Regions from separate parts of the Mus musculus genome. Here region 1 is linked to region 2. The links are chromatin contacts, called in public HiChIP or PLAC-seq maps. All regions are on one chromosome and are shown on one strand. Each heading gives the region's core, a stretch centred on a gene start, on an enhancer-like site or on the middle of the called end of the contact. The rest is flanking DNA. Distances are from core to core; before and after follow the strand shown.

Region 1 (7,140 bases), core at 827-3,326, 140 kb after region 2:
ATGGGACAACCTGAGAGACCTCAGGAGGTCAAAAGGGTCTGAGGGACAGGGTAGAAGACAGAAATGCCCTCCTTGGAAAAGACTCATTCTGTTGGGTTGTGTTGGGTGGGTGTACCCATTGGACCTCAAGGAGATCTGGAAATCTGTGGCCACAACCAAAGAGAGGTCTAGGGAGGTTGGGTGTCTGAGAATCACATGAACGAAAGCTAGAATGATGATAACCCACAGTTTTACATTTTTGTGTACATGTTTCTTACCATTTCTGTGAGCAAAGCTCCCAGCATGTGGAAGATGGGTCCCCGGGAGATATTTCTGACCGCAGGAGCAGAGTCATAGACCTCCCTTTGTCCCCACAGCTATCCTGGGCATGCACACACTCATGAGCAACCAGCAGTACTACCAAGCCTTGGGCAGCAGCTCCATCGTGAACAAGGAGGGGCTCAACAGTGAGTATCCACAGCCCCACTTGGCTGCCATCCCCTCCCCTTGCAGGGCCCCGAGACTGGCTAACAGAGGGCACCTTGGAAAAGAGGCGCCTCCTCCTGCATCTCAGTGCGGTGCCTCTGATACTCTGGCTTACTGCACATCTTACCTAGGAAAATCTCTTCATCTTGTCCTTTAAGTCTGCTGGGTATTTGTCTTGTTATCAAAGCCTTCTTCATCTCAATGCCACGTTTTCTTCTAAAGGTTTTAGAGATTCACTTCTTATATTAGGTGTCTTATTCCTCCCAAAATTGATATTTTCTGTGCAACGGGATGAGATTCGACGTCATTTAGAGTGTGTGTGTGTGTGTGTGTGTGTGTGTGTGTACTTGTGGAAGCCAAAGGCCAGTGTCTGCCTTGGTTGCTCTCCACCTTATTTCTTGAGACCGTCTCTCAGTCAGCCTAGAACTCACTGACTTGGCTAGACTGGCTGCCCAGTGAGCTCCTGGGATCTCCCTGTCCCCACCTCCCCAGTACTGTAACTACAGGCACAGGCTGCTGCACCAAGATTCCTTTTCCTTTTTAAACATGGCTTCCAAGAGTGGAACTTAGGTCTTCATGCTTGTGAGACAAACACTTAGTTAAAATTTTTGATAGCTATCTATTCCCCACCCCCAAACAATATTCTTTGAAAAGTGTGTTCTTGAGAACTCTGTCTTTCTCTTCAGTTTCTCTCTCCTCTGTCCCCCTGAGACCCTCTGGCCTTTCCTGGGCCGATGTCATAGTGTTTCAATTATTCAACTGCATTGTTCTAAGATGACAGTTTGGAACCAGAGGAAAATGAGGGTGACAAAGGAATACGGATCCTTCCTCTTGGAAGGGAACTACATTTCTTCCCAGCCCGGCCCTCAGCTTACCCCCCTGGGAGACCACTGGAGATAATGAGCTGGTGGTAATACCATCCCCCCTGGACAGACAAATGCTTGAGAGTCAGACTCTCCAGGTCTTGTAAGAACTGCAGCATCCTGGGATAACCCAACCTCTTGGATTTCTCCCTGACTTCTTCCAACACATTGCAGCCCTTGGTACCCCCTGGTACCCCCTGTAATGCGCTGTCTCCCTTATACCCTGAGTTCAACCAATGCTTCTCCCCAGGGAGTCCTTTTGTTGGGAGAAAGTGACTCCTATGTTTCTGTGAGCCAGCTCCTTTTAATTCCTTACCGAAGGTGTGATCAAACCCACACAATACAAGCCTGTGCCTGATGAAGAACCAAATTCAACAGACGTAGAGGAAACGCTGGAGCGAATAAAGAACAATGACCCAGAACTAGAAGAGGTTAATCTTAACAACATCCGGGTAAAGTCCTGCTATTTTACTTCATGGGTATTGGGGGTAAGGGTTTTCATTTGGGGGAGGGAGGGTTGTCTAGGCATACTGATGCCAGCAGTCCAGGCAATATAGATCATCAAGTCCAAATGCATATTTAGATCTGGGTATTTCTAGATCAGGAGAGCATTTCATGGATGACTAGTGTCAACAGGCAAATCTCTCAGTCCTGGTTTCTTTCTGAGGACAATGCCAGGCTCAGAAGTCTACCACAGGCCAAGCCAGCCTTGATCTGGACACCTGCCACATTGTTCAAAAAACACAGAGATTCTCTGTGATAAAATTATGAGTCAGAACCACACTGCAGCACGGGACTTCAAGGCTGGCAAAGCCCTGTACTACAAAGACTCGGGGATCACAAACCCCGCTACCCCATGAGACATCACAGTTCCCTCTGGATCTTGCTTATATTCAAACTTATTTTACAGTCAGGGAAGGGAGATGTTGGCGCAGGTGCCCCCAAGAAAGACCCAAGCTGTGTGCTGTAGCTCTGTGGCTGCTTTCCTCTGTGGCCACCAGGGCAGGGTGCAGGAGGAATGTGGAAGCAAGTATAGCTGCCTGCTCTTCCCTGCCCCTCTGCTCTGCTTGAGGCCCTGGCATTAGCCATGAGAGGGGTAAGACAAGAAGCCAGCCCCCTCCTTTCTTCTCAGCTTTCCTTAGTGGCTGCCAGTTCCAAACACAATCAGATTGGAAACCTGCACCCCAGTTTTCTCCTCCACCTGGCTCCTTGTTCTTCTCCCACGGGGGCTTAGGTGACACTTTGAAATGAGAGCTCTGGGAAGTATAGCCATGGCTTCTCTGTCTCCATCTCTTTCTCTCTGTGCTTCCATTGTCTGCATTGTGAGAGATGCTGACACAATCCTTGTATGTCCTGGACTGTTAATACTGCCTCAAGACAGGCAGGCACAAGTAGTGAAAGCCCAATGAGAGGCCTCGGCCAAGGGCTTGAACTCCTGAGGCCTCAGTTTCCCTTCTGTGCCAAGAGACAGTTGGACATAGATAAGGTTTTCACCCAAGAGAGTAAAAAGCATACACCAGAGCCCAGGCCTCTGAGGTTCTGTGTGTGATGGTCTGGGGCTGGCCCGCACATACGCAGGATAAACTGCCCCTGGGACCCACAGACATGTAGCCAGTGCTGAGACCCTCTGGGACAGATGTCTCAGAGAGAAGTCAGTGTATCTTTCCATTCTGTCTTTCAGAACAGACCCAAGGAAGGGAAGAGGGTCCCCCCAGTGTCACACTGCATGTCAGATTCTGCTAGTCACTAAGTGGAAGCCAGGGTCCAGCCCCGCCCCTCTCCCAGTCCACAACATTTATACACCATCCCTCCCAGCCCCGGGCCTTGAGTGCTGCCTCTTCTCCAGCCTCCCCTTGTATGGAAGAGAGTGGGTTTTGTCTGAACATTTCAGGGGCGCTTTTATCAATCCATGTACTGGAGGATCCTCTGAGCCTCATCCTCATGGCCCATTCAGAGACTCACAAGGACCCAGCAGGGAGCCAGCCAGCATTTGGGACAGAGCTACTGTCCCCTCTCTCCGGCAGTCACTACCCCACCCCCACCCCAGCCCATGCAAGGCTGCTGTTCACTTTTCTGACTTTCTCTCTGCAGAATATTCCCATACCCACCCTCAAGGCATATGCAGAAGCCCTGAAAGAGAACTCCTATGTGAAGAAGTTCAGCATCGTGGGGACCCGCAGCAATGACCCTGTGGCGTTTGTATGTCCTGACCTCTCTGCTCTGCTGTGTAGTCAGTCACTGGGGACTCGGGCCTGGTCCCACTGATGAGAGGAGTTCTGTGTGGAGAGGGAGGAGACTCACTAGGAGCCAGGAGGGGGTACAGACAGATGAGACAGCCCACACACAATGCCCTGTGTTCACTCCAGAGCTAATCCTTGCAACTACCTGCTCCCGGTAAGGTGGGTCTACCGGGGAGGTTAGGCAACTGGCCTTGTCCAAAGTCATACACAAAAAGAGAAAAGCAGACCTGGCATCGAGCAAAGTCACTCTGACCTCCACAGCTGGTCCTCCTCCACCCAACATTCTCATTCAGGCAAAGCTCGGACCCTTCTCAGGGACTCAGTTTCCCCATCTCTCAAACACTGGCCTCATTAATGAATCCAAGGGACCAGTTTTACCTTTACCAGTGTCTCTAAAAATAACTGCCAGTCAGCCAGGTATGGTGATGTGCATGTCTGTGATCGCATTTGGGAGGTGGAGACAGGAGGATCAGAAGCTTGGGGCCAGCCTGGGTTACATGAGGCTCTCGACAAACAAATGAAGAAACCATGTTACAAAGTAAATTGTACTTATTATAAAATAACCATTCATTTTTGAAATGCCCAGTAAAAATTTCTTAACAATCTATGCATAATCCTGAATTAGACTCTGGGAATCTGACTGTAGCCAGCCTCCTGTCCCACATTCATGACCATACCCATCTGTCTGGCCTTGAAGACAGCAGAATGGCACAGCACAGTGTGGCTGTTCTCCCTCTGGGAGCAGGGGGAGAGGCAGGAATTAACTTTCCCAGGGGGATAGGGAATGGAGTAACAATCAGATCTCTTCACCATTTTAAAAGAAGTAAGACTGTTTCATTTAGTCGTTTTGAAATAACTGAGTGGGCTCACAGTGGGGGACAAAGGCAGCCCACAGACTGCCAGAGTGGGAGTGTCTAGACCTATGTCCTCTCTCTGTCCTCAGTGGATCCTGCGTCTGTCTGTAGTGACATAGCTGGCAAAACCCCATGTACTACTTGTTCATGGTTCAGAAACCAGGCTCGGAGTGCTGGCACTTAGCTCCATGCCACGGAAGGTTTGGGGGCACGGACTCCATGCCAGGCCGACAGCTGGTGGCAGGCCCTTCATACCTGCATACTTATTACCAAGTGCTGAAATGTTTCTGGCCTGTTGTTAGACCAGGTGCCAGAGCCATCATTGACTGCCTTGGTGCATGTCTCCTTCCCTCTGTTTCTCTACTGTCACCCAACACACAGGATCTGGCACATGGCACAACCAGACTCCAGGGCCTGTCCAGTTAGCAGCCTGCCCATGGCCTGGTACACCTGTCCACTGACTGTCAAATAGGGTCAATGGGCTGGCCAGGCTTTTCCTGGGAGAGGGGGTATTGCTGGTGAGGCTCAGAGAGGCCACTTACACCGATTGGGGGACAACCATTGGTCAGAGAGAAGCCATGCTTGAGTGAAGGAGCCAAAGAAGGAGAGATAGTGTCAGCATGAAGGCTTCCTGGGAGTGGAGCCTCTGGCAGGGCTCAGCAAGCTGGGGGAACACAATGGGGCAGCCATTCCTGGCATCACTTCTGACGCCCTGGCACAACGATCACGGTGTCTCAGGCCTCTCAGCTGCTGGTATCGTTTTTCCCCATGACACATCGTTTCCACCAGCTGCTAATTACCTCATTTCCTTCAGAGGCTCCGATTGTCATCTACACACCCCCAGCCCCCGCTCCCCGCCAGCCAGATCCCTCTCAAACGTGCTGAGGGCCATCTGAGCCCTACTCTGCAAGCTGGCCCTGTACTCTCTGGGGTTCAGAGGAAGACTATGTGACATTTCAACAGGGCCATAGATGAGACAAGCTGAGCTTACACAAAGGGAGATGGAGACTCCCCAGGGGTCACAGTGATCACCACTTGATGACCTACTATGTGCTGGCCACTGTGTGGTAAAAAACAGACATTAAGGTACATTTTCAGCCCAAGAGGGTAGATAGTCTAGTGGTGGAGGCATGCTAATGAGAAACATGGGAGGGCGTGGGGACACTGCGGAGATAGCTCAGTCGGTAAGGGGCTTGCCTTACAAACACAAGAACCTGAGGCAGATCCCAAGCACCATGTAAAAAGCTGATCACGGTGGCTCATATGTAATCTCAATGCTAGAGAGGTGGGCACCGGACAATCCCTGAGGCCCTCTCACCAGCCAATCTAGATTAGCAGATGAGCCCCAGGCCAATAAGAGAGACCGTCTTAAGGGAAGAAGATGGCATTTATGAAGATGACATTGGAATTGTCTCCTGACTGCCATATGCACATGCACACACATGTACCTGCACATTAGTGAACACACAAACACATGAATATGATGAATACATACACATGCCTGCATATCAGTGAACATGCATGCACACACACCACCACCACCACAACAACAAATGGATTTGAAGAATGTAGGTTCCATGAAGGAATTGTGGGTGAGTTCTGCAAGATTCCAGAGAGCAGGCCCTGGGTAGCTGGAGATATCATCGAAGCTCTTGGGAGCCAGAGGCATTGAGAAAGGCCTTGAAGGATGAACAAGGCTTGACAGGTGAAACTGAACATTCCAAGTGGTCAAATGAAGCAGAGGAAGGCTCGGGGCAGGGACGGCACTGGGTCTATGCAGTACACCCAAAGAGCCAAGGCTGCACAGGGGAGGAGAAGCAGGGCCAAAGGTCAGACGTGCTGATGAGCATATGCCAGCAGGAGTGTTCAGGAGCCAGGGCAGGTTGCAGGAGAGCAGAGGCAGAGCTATGCTTAGAAAGGTAGTGCCTGAGACTCTCCGGCCGAGCCCCTTGGTGCGTTTGTGGATCTGCTCAACCCTTGCCCAGGGTAACTCACAAAGTCCTGCTTTTCTCTCACCATCAAGGCCCTTGCTGAAATGCTGAAAGTGAACAAGGTGCTGAAGACCCTGAACGTGGAGTCCAACTTCATCTCTGGAGCTGGGATCCTGCGCCTGGTGGAAGCTCTCCCCCACAACACTTCTCTGGTCGAGCTGAAAATCGATAACCAGGTGAGTCAGGCGGTGGTCTGCTCATGCCATTCCCCACACAGGGTAGTCAGCACCTGTGGTTAGGCAGAGCAGAGGACACTGATGGTAGATGCCCCAGAGTCTACTGTGTTCCTGTCCAGACCCTCCATCACGCTGCCTTCTTTCTAGCCATGTGCTCTGCCAACTTCTGTATGTGTCCCCTAGTGATGGGGCTCTCCTCAGCACCAGCCTTATGCCTTGGCTTTGAGAGTGTCCTTTCTTAGACCCAGGACGAGCGAACCCAGCCCTGTGTGCTGCTGAGGAACCTGAGACATGGAGTGCACAGATCCCACAAACCGTGGGGCTCACCATCAGGAGCATCCCACAGTCTTTCCAATTGATGTGGCTTTTAAGTCTCCTCCCCGCTGCACCTCCTCTTCGGGTAGCTCTGTCTTTATCCTGTGGCGATCGCTCCTGCTTCTCTGAGTTCTGTGGTTTAGTCATTTCTTCTGGGCCAACTCTTTTGGTCTTGGTTGTCTAAGAGAAAGTTAACAACCAGAATTGCTCATAGCAATAGCTTGGATGTTAGGCAG
Region 2 (7,019 bases), core at 393-2,892:
TCCCCCTCTCCCCCCATTCTCCTCTCCCCTCTCTCTTCACATGCTCATGGCCAGCCTCTACTCCTCCTCTGCTCTCTCTCTCTCTCTCTCTCTCTCTCTCTCTGCCTTTCTCTGTCTCTACTACCCTCTCAACTCCCCTCCCCATGCCCTGAATAAACTCTATTCTATACTATACCATCAAGTGGCTGGTCTCTCAGGGGGAAGGGCTGCCTCAGCATGGGCCTGTGGAGGCACCCCCTCCCCCCACACCTGATGACACATCCACCAACCATATTCCTTCTCCTCTTTATGTTTATAAAACACAGCACCCAGCATGGCTGAGATCAGCCTGCCTCCACTTCCTGGTGGCTCCCATCATAGGCTCCCATCCAGCTAGCTTCTTGGTTTCAGTTTGGTGACTACTGGGGCCTCGTGAAGATGTCAGGGAGCAGAGGCCCCACACTGGAAAGACAGATGGACAAACGGCCAGATGGACGGTCGGACAGTGTGTGTGTGTGGGGGGTTTGTACATTGCCAGCTGCTCTCTGCACTCAGAGCCCACTCTCCTCACCAGGAAAGCATGCCAGAGTTGGGTCCCCAGGCTAGACATGAGCAGCCTTGACTGTTCTTTCCAGAGTGAGGCCTCTCATCTCTAAATATGACCACCACGTCAGGTCCCTGCTTCTCAAGTGAGGTCACAGTTAATAACGCACCTCTTTCCTGTCAGGGTCGGAGCCCCCAAAGCAGAAAGTCTCAATCCTCATACGGAGGAAGCTGGCCATGCTCTCTCTGGAGGAAGAGAGCGAGAAGCCCCTGATTGAACGTGGGAGCAGGTGAGAATCTAGGGATGGTGTGAATGGTTATGTCCACTGAGTCCAGGGCAGGGGTGTGGGGGAGGGACTCAGGCTCTGAACTCAGACAGACTTAGTCGCCCTGGAAAGTCTCTGATGTCTGGCCCTCAGCTTCCATCTCTGAAATGAGTGAGGCTGTTTGAAGAGAAAGGTGGGGTCACCCAGCACATACTGAGAGTTCCAGGGCCACAAGGAATACAAAGAAAAGGAGGCCTGTCAGAGGGGAGGTGCATTCTCAGGCTGCTGCCAGTCCTGTGAACCACTCCAGCTGTCTGTGCCCTGGGTCTGTGGGCAGTGACTCTCCCAACTGTACTCTCCACAGAGGTTCCTACAGCATACTAGGAAAAATGGGCCAGGAGTTCATGGCTGCTGCCTGCATGGCAGCTTGGTGAGGAAACCAAGACCCAGAAAAAGGGAAGAGGCTTGGGTGGGGCATTTCCCTTTCTCATACAGCAGGCCCCCACCACTACACACACACACACACACACACACACAGTTAGGTCATCACGGAAATAGGAAACAGAACATAAAGAACTCAACAGACAGAAGATAAAGCCAAGCACTGTTTGTCTGTAGGAAGTGGCCAGGCATCAAGCCCAACGAAATCACCATTCAGAACAAGATACTGACTCGGAGGACACCATCAATAACCACCAATAAGACCACCCTGGGCCACTTGGCCGCCATAGAAGCCCGAGATGCCGTTTACCTGGTGAGTCAGCACATGCCGGCATCCCCCAGGGCTGCAGATCTCAACTCTCCTGTAGGCTCAAGGGCACATGGCAAGGGCCATGTTCATCCCCAGGACCAGTATGATGACTAAGCTGTGAACCTTGTGCTATATCCAGCTGAGAGATTACTCACTTAGTCATGGAGAAGGGCTGTTGGAGGGAGGGACAGTAAAGTTGGGCACAAGGCAGATATAGCAATGCCCATAGCTGTACCCACTGGGGTACAATGGCAGGAACACCCACAGCCTCCAGGTGCTAACCGGTACCTCCTGTTCTCAACATGAGGCGTCTTGCAACACCCTCTCTGCCACTGCTGAGGGATGGAGAATCTCTCCCATTTCCCCTAGCAAGGGCAACAATACCTGAAGACACCTGCCTTTTTACACCACTCCCAAACAGCAGAGCCAGATACCCACTGACAGACTGTAGGACTGACCTGCTGAGCCTTCACTAAAATGCCACCTGAACTATCTTCCAGCTCAGAAGATGTATAGATCCTTGCTCCTGGTGCCCATAGAGAAACTTAGTCATATCCACTGGTCCCAGGGGAAAGCCTGAAGTTCCTAGTGCTGGTGTGTCCTTAGCTGCTACTGCAGGTCCCAGGCAGAGGGAAAGACTCTATACGCTGTATTCAGTGAGGGGTGGAGACCCAGGGCTCAGCCTTCTGAAGAGGCCAGGAACCCCCTATGGGTGCCCCACTGCAGGACAATGGTCAGGAATGCTCAGGTCCCAGAACCAGAGACACACAGGTCTCTGCCCCCGCTCAGTTTCTCTTGAGCTGGGCGACCATAGGTCCCAGCCTTCCCATTGTAAGGTAAGAGAATAACCTCACCTATGTGAGAGCCTGTGGGATGACTTCCTGAGAAACAGCTTGTGGGGCCAGGGCTGTTCCTGAGGGCCAGGGGTCAGTGCTTGCTGTGGGCCCCAGAGCTCAGAGCCCCCAAGTCTGTGAAGGCAGGAGTTCCCAAGCCTTCCTTTTGCCTCCCTTCAGAAATACTTGGCACTGTTTGACAAAGAACTGAAGGGTATCCAGGATCACTTCAGGAAGCTGCTGTTGGAGTCTCAGCGCTGGAAGGAAAGCTGGAAACGCTCCCTTAGCACCATCCAGACCCTATACTCGACCTGTTCTCCTCTGCAACTCAAATAAAGTCTTTATTTCTCTCCTCTGCCCATCTGTCTACAACTTTCCATCCCATACACCAGAGTTTTATCAGAAATGAGGGCACTTTGGTAAAGAAGACAGATAGGAAAGGGACCCGTGGTTAGCAGGGTCAGTTGGTGGGGTACCAGGACCGAACCACTTAAAATAGATACCAGCACTTCCAAGAAAATAGCACCCAGAAGCATGCTGGATGCTTCCTTTCACTCTCTTGTTGGAGGTCAGCTAAGATAGTGTCTGGCAGCCATGCCAGGAGGTGTCAGGGGGTGGGGTGAGGTGGGGTGCCCTGGCCCTCACTGTGGGAGTACACCACCATAAGAAAGCCTGCCCTTGGGACTGGAGAGATGGCTCAGTGGTTAAGAGCAGCTGCTGCTCTTCCAGAGGTCCCGAGTTGGTTCTCAGCACTAAGCAGCTTCCAGACACCTGTAATTCCAGCTTCAGAGGTCCCAGTGCCCACTCTGGCAACTGTGGGCACGTGCACACACACACACACACACACACACACACACACACAAGAAGAGCGAGAGCATGAGAGTTCCTATACTCAGATTATGCTCAAAGGGGCCTCTGCATGAACTTCTCAGCAGAGGAGAAAGAAATGAACGTTCAAAGGCTCAGGGCTAAGGGAGGTATGTTCCTCTCAGCACTCACTTGCCCACCTGCCAACAGAGACCAGGGACAATCTTTGCTCAGGATGGGCCTGCCCTTGTTTCCTGCCCCCCACCCACGAGACTGTGCTAATAGGGAAAGTTGTGAGGTTACTTACCAACTGTTGCTTTGGGAGGGAGGTACCTTCTCCAAATGGCCACAGCCTTCAATGGTGAGGGCTGAGATGGTGTCTGCAGAAAAGGCCTCCCATTCAAGATCCTTCCAATGCCTGAGCCTTGGAAACATGGGTGTGAGGCCAGTAAGATGACCCAGTAGGTACGAGGGCTTGCCTTACGACCGGAGTTTGATTCCTGGAATCCATATGGTGGAAGGAGAGAACTGACTCCCACAAGTAGTCCTCTGACATTCACATATACAATAAATGCATATACATACATCCATGCATATCACATGCATACATGCATACACACATGCACACATACATACAGCGTGTGTTCAAACAACAACAGAAGAAACCAATTGTGTAGCAGTTAAGTATCTTGCTCCTCTGAAGCTCTCAGGTCAAGTGAGAGGCATGGGGTGGGCGCTGTCTATAGAATATGCTTGTCTGTTTTCCAAGGTTCTGAGATCTCTTGTGGGTTAAAATGGTGTCCCGTGTCTGTCCATGGGCGAGGCGGGACTCGGGAAGTTTTGACTGTGTGCACGCCACTGCCAGGTGAGTGTTGGGCTGTGATAAGCTGCAGGACCCTGCTCTGGGGGCGCGCGCGCGCGCGGGCGCGCGCGTGTGTGTGTGTGTGTGTGTGTGTGTGTGTGTGTGTGTGTGTGTGTGAGAGAGAGAGAGAGAGTCTGTGGTCCCTGAGGAACTGCTAGAGTTGGGCTTGTGGGTCCTTGGGCTGCATGGAGGCCAGGGATGGCAGGTTCTAGCTCTTGTATACTGTAGACACTGCTTGATGTTGCAGAAGACCTGAGAACGGAGTAGGGGCCAGCAGGGTCTGGCTCTGGCCCAGGCCCAAAGGGAAAAGGACAGGAGGAGAGCTCTGACTGGTTCCGTGGGGAGCAGAGTCTTTGGCTTGCTAGGTCAGCAGCTTGTTGGAAACCATGTCTGGGAATGCAGAGAGGTCTCCTGCATGAGATTAGGCACAGCTCTTTAGAGGAAGACCCGCTCCATTGCTCTAGCACAGCAGATCCTGATAAGAAGAGGCAGTTCGTGGTTTTAAGGCATTTATTGTCATGGTGGAGAGTTGTGATGAGTGAAACTGTACCCCCCCCCTTTCTCAGGGAGGCCCGAGGTTAAATACCTTTTGCAGGGAGGAGTGTCTGGGAAGGGGAGCTAAGAGGGTAGTAGAGGCAGAGAGAGGCAGAGAGAGGGAAAGAGTAGAGAAGAAGAGGCTGGCCATGACCACATAGAGAGAGAGAGGAAGGGAATACGGAGAGAGGGGGAGCAAGAGAGCGAGAAAGAGGCAAGAGTAAGAGAGGGAAGAGGGGTCAAGCAGCTCCTTTTATAGTGGGCCAGGCCTACCTTGCCAGATAACTGTGAAGGTGGAGTTCAGACAAAATACCAGGGGTTTGGGGCATTGCCCTAAGTGACTGATGGCCACAGAGTTATGGAGAGCTGAGGCCTTGTGTCAGGAGCCTAGTGTCTGGGGGCGTGACAAATGCCTTCCATCCTTGCAGAAACACTTGGGTATCCAGGGTTTAAACCTAACTCAACCAGAAAATGGGCTGTCTTTCAGGTCCCACCATCTCTCACCAGGAAGTAACATCACTTACTTCTTCAAGGTTCCATTACCTAGTCAGTCTCCTTCCTTTCATGAGACCTACTAAGCTCCTCACCTTCCTCCAGGGTCACTCCTTTTACTATACCTGGTCACTGTCATTGTGAAGATCTGCTTCCGTGGCTGCAGGGTTGGGGGCTCCAGAATCTTAACAGTTTGTTGAGCCTCTCCCATCTCCAGACCGGCACACTGGGGCTTGTTCTAGAGTCTACTTCCAAGGGCTAGCACTAGGTGAGTGTGAGTTGATAGAGAAGCTGTGGGGCGGAGTCATAAGCCGCACATGCGCAGACTCAGACTCAGAATGAGAGGAGTCGTAAGAGTACATCTCAAAACCTGCCCGGCTCCCACCCTGTGATACTGACGAGGCACTTCGCCTGTGGGCCTTGTTTTCCATTCTGCGCTACGAGAGCATGGGAATGAAAGTTCGTATATTGCCATCCCGTGGCCCAGAGCCTTCTGATGGCTTCCCACTGTGCTCAGAATCAGACCATGTGCCCTTTCCAGACCACGTGGTAAGCAGCAGCACGCCATGGCTTCCTGTTCCTGGTGGGCTGGTCCTCACGTCACCACTGAGTGATCAGTGGTTCACTTCTGACCAATGTAATACGGCAAGATCAGCGGTATGCTACTCTGTCTGGGCACGAGCTCTCAAGCACATGGCTGTGCCCTATAGAACAGACGATTGTTTCTCTCCGAGCTGGTGGCTGCAGGTCTGATATCGGGGTGTCAACGCAGACCAGCTTTGATAAGGTCTGGCTACAATGTTTTAGAGCACCAACTTCTTGCTATTATGTCTCATGGGACTGAAAGAGGAGGAGAGCTCTCTGGGCTGTCTTTTAAAAGAGCACTAGTTCCTCTACAGAAGACTCTACCCTCATAACTTAGTTACTTCCGTGAGGTTCCACCTCCCAGCGCCGTCACTGTGGGGACTAGGGTTCGACTTAAGACTCTGAGGTACCATAAACATTCATCATATTATAACTTCCAGGATCTAGCTAGTAAAGGCTCTGCTTTCTCACCTTTCCATGTGGGTCTTCCCTCCTTTCCTATCTCTCCCATCTGCCATCTTCCTTTCCCTTCCCGAATTTAGCCTTGCCCCCCCCCCCCCAGCCCCAGAATCCTCTACTGGGAATTCAGGGGCTCATATTCAGAATCACTCTATGTGAAAGGCCCATGTTGAAAGAGCCAAGGAGAGAGCTCATACCCAGCTGGCAGAGCCAGGGAGACCTCAGGCCACTGTCAGGAACTTGAACTTTCTGACACCCACAGACTCTCCCAACTCTAGCCTCACCAGAGAGTGCATCACCAGCATCCAGAGGGACCTGAGGCTCCCAGAGAAGCCATATGCAGATTCCTGGTCCACAGAAGCTGTGAGAGATGAACTGTTAGCATGTTAACAGTGCCCGTGTGATGAGAAGAGCAGATAGCCAGGCCTCACAGGAGCTGACCCTACAGCCCCCTTAGGCTCCCTTCCTATATCCTGGCTGTCCTAACTTCCTATGCCTGGCTTGTTCCTGTCTGCACCTCTGTCTCAGCAGAGCTCTGTTGCTGGCACACAGCTCCCAGACTTGAGCTGCTCACAGTGTAAATGTCACTCAGGGAGGCCCCTGCCCCCTGCCTTGTTTATCCTCAGACCCATCCTGTTTCCTCCATTTTCCCTCTTTTCCACCATTTTCCAGCTCTGGGTTGTGCATCGGTTCCACGCTCCAGCCAAGGAGCCAGGACCAGCTGGTGATTTTCTGCAACCTATGTTGAGCCTACCAGTGTGCCTGGTGTGGGTCTGTCCCAAGGGCATGGCTGCCAAACAGAAGGGAAGGCTGTGGAACCCTCCCTGCTTCCCATTCTGATCAGCTCAGACTCTTGGTGTGGTGATGGTAAGGATGGTGTGAAGATGCAAAGTTTACCTGAGGCAGGA

Evidence for each region. HiChIP or PLAC-seq counts read pairs in DNA pulled down with a chosen protein or histone mark.
Region 1: a FOXA1 HiChIP or PLAC-seq map of pancreatic cancer cells shows a contact between it and region 2. The contact joins two enhancer-like sites. A contact is called at or near these places in 3 of 484 Hi-C or Micro-C datasets (embryonic stem cells, muscle stem cells and nephron progenitors), 2 of 115 datasets of contacts at active chromatin or transcription factors (embryonic stem cells and pancreatic cancer cells) and 1 of 9 other capture datasets (pancreatic islet).

What each region holds. Positions count from the first base shown.
Region 1 is chr4:46,090,490-46,097,629 of GRCm38.p6, forward strand. Tmod1 (tropomodulin 1) reads left to right here. Exons shown (of 10, transcript NM_021883.2): 5 at 357-446; 6 at 1,650-1,780; 7 at 3,420-3,527; 8 at 6,446-6,589. Among named protein-coding and RNA genes, the nearest start is that of Gm52729, 17 kb to the left of the region's middle. Within about 2 kb of position 2,077, at least 34 of the 459 cell types and tissues checked have an H3K27ac peak or open chromatin away from gene starts, as enhancers often do. A contact at or near this core is called in muscle stem cells and pancreatic cancer cells, where this site is marked.
Region 2 is chr4:45,948,044-45,955,062 of GRCm38.p6, forward strand. It overlaps Ccdc180 (coiled-coil domain containing 180), which reads left to right. Exons shown (of 38, transcript NM_198660.2): 36 at 707-812; 37 at 1,407-1,542; 38 at 2,553-2,731. The coding sequence ends at 2,708. Among named protein-coding and RNA genes, the nearest start is that of Tdrd7, 21 kb to the right of the region's middle. Within about 2 kb of position 1,643, at least 120 of the 459 cell types and tissues checked have an H3K27ac peak or open chromatin away from gene starts, as enhancers often do. A contact at or near this core is called in muscle stem cells and pancreatic cancer cells, where this site is marked.